Regions from separate parts of the Anas platyrhynchos genome. Here region 2 is linked to region 1. The links are chromatin contacts, called in public Hi-C maps. All regions are on one chromosome and are shown on one strand. The core of a region is the stretch at or near the end of the contact, and the rest is flanking DNA. Distances in the headings are between cores, read along the strand shown. Region 1 holds the start of ANKRD60 (ankyrin repeat domain 60). Region 2 overlaps VAPB (VAMP associated protein B and C).

What was found. Hi-C and Micro-C count contacts between places; a contact is called where the count stands out from the background.
Region 2: a Hi-C map of skeletal muscle shows a contact between it and region 1, with 2.2 times the contacts expected there. The contact joins the enhancer-like site here to the promoter of ANKRD60 in region 1. A contact is called at or near these places in 2 of 8 Hi-C or Micro-C datasets (liver and skeletal muscle).

Annotation. Positions count from the first base shown.
Region 1 is chr21:13,236,963-13,239,470 of IASCAAS_PekinDuck_T2T, forward strand. It overlaps ANKRD60 (ankyrin repeat domain 60), which reads right to left and starts at 1,254. Exons shown (of 5, transcript XM_072026311.1): 1 at 1-1,254. The coding sequence starts at 107. LOC101805171 (serine/threonine-protein phosphatase 4 regulatory subunit 1) reads right to left here. Exons shown (of 19, transcript XM_027473094.3): 19 at 1,395-2,508.
Region 2 is chr21:13,307,161-13,309,668 of IASCAAS_PekinDuck_T2T, forward strand. All of the region lies in intron 2 of VAPB (VAMP associated protein B and C), which reads left to right. Among named protein-coding and RNA genes, the nearest start is that of VAPB, 20 kb to the left of the region's middle. Within about 2 kb of position 1,256, at least 4 of the 8 cell types and tissues checked have an H3K27ac peak or open chromatin away from gene starts, as enhancers often do.

The DNA.
Region 1 (2,508 bases), core at 4-2,503:
TTCAGAGTCAAGTCATTCTGGCACTGAGGCAGGGAAAACATTTCATTAGTTTCTGCCAGACAAAGGCGGACACCGAAAGTCCTTGGAGGCAAGGAAGACATGGTCATCAAGTTGTTTGTGACTAGAAGTTTATAAGACTTCCCTCTTACAAAAAGCTTGCTGTCGTTACAAGGACAGAGTCTACATCCAGTCGTGATCCCTCCCTTCCCTGGACATTCCCCTTATCATCAGAACCCTCCATGCCATTGAGGGTAGACCCCTGTACACCATTAGCACAGTACAGTATCCAAGCAGCACCAAGTGACATCACAGAAGAACAACCTGCCTGTGTGATGGAAGAGCCTGTATGAACACAGCCGGGAACATGACAAAGTAACGCACCAGGATGATTACAGAGGATTTCTTTGTTCTTGACCACTTCTTGATTTTCACTGGGATGACACAAGCTTACTTAGAATCACAGAATCATTTAGGTTAGAACAGAACCGCAAGATGATCAAATCCAACCATCACCTACCACTACAAGTCCACCACTAAACCGTGTCCCCAGGTGTCACATCCATGCATCTCTTAAATACCTCTAGGAATGGTGACCCCACCACCTCCCTGGGCAGCCCATTCCAATACCTGGCCACGCTTTCAATGAATAAATTCTTTCTGACATTTAATTTGACCTTCCCTGCTGCATCTTGAGGCTGTTTCCTTGCATCCTACCGCTTGTCACATGAGACAAGAGACCAAAACCCACCTTGCTGCAGCCTCCTTTCAGGTAGCCATACCTTGCAGGTCCCTTTCAGGCACTTGAAAGGAAAGCAGTAGACAAACAAGACAGTAACTCCAGTAAATACCCAAGCTGTCCATATTTTATGTTCCTGTTTTCTTTGTTCAGGTTTAGGTCACGATAAACGTGTTTAGTTTGATGTGTCATAAAAAGAGCACATGGCTGTTCCATTTGTGTTTCCAGTTTATTCACCAGGGTCTTGTGTCCTACCTCAAAGTGTGTGGGTAGGCTTTACTAGGAGGTGGGGGAGAGGGGCTGTTTATTCCCCCCACTTTTGCATCATGCAAAGAAAAAGAAAGGAAGGTCATTATTCTTTTGCAGCACTTGGCAGAAGTTGTAGAGCACAGGGTGGAGCAGCCAGTCAATGTCTGAAAGGAACAAAAGGACAACTGCAGCAGCAGAAGAAACAGAAGACTCCGATATGAGAGGAAAAAACAACCAGCCAGGTGTTGATTACTCATTCCCTCATCCAGTCTCCCCCTCACATCATCAGCATGATGAATTCCACGCTCAACCCTGGTGTAGGAAAGCAGTTAATTTTGCTAGGGAGAAGTTTCACTAACCAAAAGAATACATTCACACCCCACTTGTAACAAAAGCCAGTTACTACACATTGATTTATAAAACAGTCACAGAATTTATTGAGATAAATACAAAGTTACATAGATTCTCTATTCTGACAAATGAATGACACTTCCAGAGTGTCCTCATTTAATTGGGTTCTAAACAACACTGTGTACAGTCACAACTGCCACTAGGGCAGCATCCTCACAGATGCCAAGTGTACATCATACATAAGTTACCAGTGAATTCAAGTTCTAAGTAACATGACTAACATGCTTTGGATTACAAGTGCTTGATAATTCCCTATAGCATTCAAGCAATATTGCACCCACTAACGTTATTCTCATGTTCCTTAGCTAGAAATGCTTTGAAGTGATATTCTTACTGCTTTTGTGAGAGTGGATCAGCTACCTAACTTTGCTCCATCTGGCTTTTAAAATACATATTTTTGCATAATTTAAACAACCCAGAGAATTGTATGTTAACACACAGCTTTACTCATCATTGCATACGTTTGTCTATTACAAGACGTAAAGTGCGGTCTTTAGTCATGCTGAAACCACTTCTAGTATAAAATTAAAACAAAAAGGCAAACCTTGTAAAGGGTAAACCTGTTTTAACAGACCTGCACATTGCCTACAAAAAAAAAAAAAACAACAAACGACATACCCCGAAACTATGGTGCCCTCCATTAGTGCATGCAACTGTAGAGCTGAAAAAGGTTTTAAATGCTCTACTGAAATCTTATCATCTGGAATAGACATGATTTTGATTTCTGGAGCTAGAGAGGTACCAAATGTTGTTAAAAACAAGCAACTTTGTTTAGCCTTTTAGTGAACTTCTATAGCTGGTGGCTTATTGTTTACAAATATTCTAATCAAAAAATCCTTAACGAACACTAACCAAACACACTAAATCATACAAAAGCTTGTGTTTTCCAGTGGATTATTGCAAGAAAAGGTAATTATTAAAAGATTATCTGACAAACAGAAACCTGGGTTGGGTTAATGTTCAAAGTATCTAGTATATATACATTTCAAACATACTTACATATACACACACACACTTAAAAAATTTGATCAGTGCTGAGAAATTTAATGAACTGATAATAGAAAAACAGAAGTAAAACCTTGTCAAAAAAGCTTTAGAAAATTGGAACTGTT
Region 2 (2,508 bases), core at 6-2,505, 70 kb after region 1:
GCAGCTATCTGAACGTTATTTCTTGCTAGTATGTTGGCTCACTTAACACACAAAAACGCTAGAAAAGCAAAGCTTTCCTTATTCTAGTGGAGTGTCAGATTTTGGCTGCTTATGCCATAGCACAGCTTTTCCTAAATGCCAGCATTTAAGGCTCTGTCAGCATGCGCTGCTCGCTGCGATGTCAGGTTTGTAGTCCCTGTTTTCACCTGTTATATAATGGCATGTAATTTTAACAGCTGAGTTTATGTAACTGTCGGGAAGTGTGCGTATGTGCTGTCACCCTCTTTGATTGCATTTGGTCTGAAGCACTTGGAGAAGGGGATTTGCACACATTCTGTTTTTTGTTAAACATGCCTTACTTGAACAAAGATATCTGATTTTGCAGCTCCCAAGAGGCTGGAATCTAAATAAAAGGCATGAATAGATTACAAGGGAAAAAGTGAGAAAATACAAGCAGCTGCTGATGAGTCTGCAGCTAGGTGTATAACGGGAGAGATGAAGTACAGATGGTGCCGTGTGCGTGCAGCATCCTGCTGCACAGTGCAGAATGAACATGCTCCCTGGAAACTGGGGGAGGCTGAGGGCATCCTTGGGGGGATTTTTAGTCTTTTGTGAGCTTGCCTGAGTTGGAAAAGGCAGTTTGTGTTTTCCTTCAGGACTGTGCTGGTCACAGGGTCTGCCTCTTCCGCTAAGACATCAGCCCCTGCCATTCCCTGCACCCCCCAAGGCTACGTGGTGGTCCCTGAGTCAGGGGCTGATTTTGTCTGCTTGCTTTAGGAGAGTCTATCTTGATCTGCAGGAGTCAACAGTTTTCAGTGTTACTGCAATATTTACAGAAAGAGCTATGCAAACATGGAACAAACAAAGGGATGCAGTGGCTTCTGCCTGTTTGTTGATGCGGGTGTCCTTCGTTCACCTCCGGCACCGTGACCTTGAGGCTCATCCCTGTAGCAGCGTGGGTTGTTTGTGTGAAGGTGAGGCGTGGTAGTTCTGATCTAGCCAGACCATAAAGAATTTAATCCCATGTCGTATAGGAAAACCATTAATAAAGGTAGAAAAGCCACAAATAGACTCACAGACTACTGAGTGGGCTGCTGAAGAGTAAGCAGTGCTGCAGTGGATGGATAGCTTCTGAACTGCACCAGGAGGAAGTGACCAGTGATGTTTCTCGAGAATGATGTTTGGTATTAAGCTTGCTTCATGCTTTTGTAAGCAATTCTGGCACAAAGAGTACACTAAAAACCCTGATGATGACGTAAAGTTGGGAGGCTGAAGATATGCAGCTAGAACTAGGCGTCCTTGAAAGCTTCAGTAAGAGAACCAGGATGAGCCTCATTGCAAAAACTGCAAAATCATGTACTTGGAGAATAAAATACTTCTGCTGTAATTACAAGCTCGTTGAACAAAATGGGAGGGTTATGGGGATGTTGTGACTAATCATAGGGTGACCAAATTGTTAACATAACAACTAACATAACATAACACAACTGTGAGTAGGGCAAATGTAGTATGTACAATCAGTCTTGGTAATGGAAGAGAGAGCATAAATGCTATTGTCCAAGGCACTAATAAAATGTTGTGTTTGTATACATAGAGTAACTGACAGAGAGGAATTTGAGGCAGAGCAGGTGCAGAGAATGAATGGGGAGCCTGACCCAGAGAGGACTGGCAGTCTGGCCTGTTGGTTCACCAGGAGGCCAGGAGCTGCTGTGATTGATGCCTTGGAATGCACTGGAAGTAAAGGGCTCTTCCCCTTCTGTGATATTTAAGCACAAGGGCAGCGCTGGTCCAAGACCACGTAAACAGCCATTAATAAATTGAGATGGAAAGCAGGGGAAGGTTGCTGACGATCTGAGCAGGGAGACTTTTCTGTTCCTTCTGCTCTTCGAAGGGAGGGGTAGATCCTGGCAGGCTTTTAGAGCAGAGTGTGGCCTTCCATCTTCCTTCCTTGCTTCAAATTTCCTCTGCCCTTGATACTGATATTAGCTTTGCCATTAAACTGCACTGGGGAAAAAGGAGCATTTTAGCTCTGCTTTGCTATCTGTGGATCCTCGTGTAACAAATGAAGGCGTGTAACAGGAGCCTGGGAGCAAACTGGTGGCCGTTATGTGGAAACATTTCAGAACGGGATGTACGTCAGCTTGGTCCTTTGAATTTTGGAAAAGGCAACTGGGCTAGCAAGTACAACTGATGTTATTTCTTATTCCATTGGTCTCCCAATGGCTTTGCAGGTTTTGCTTGTGATGGGATGCTGTAGGGCCATCAGTGTGGGCAGAGGGATGCATATCCCAGCCACGTCCTGATGGATGCTGGTACCAGCGTACTTGAACCTCCTGTTAGTCATTTTGTTGGGTCACTGGCTTCTGATGACAGCTGGTCAGAAACTTCTGACCAGATAAGGCTGATTTTATAAGGTATTTTGTAGGAATGTGCCCTTTTCAGGTAGTTCTCGTGCAAGGTATGGAATTTCCAGGCAAAGCAAAGGAGCTGCACTCACCGTAGCCACTT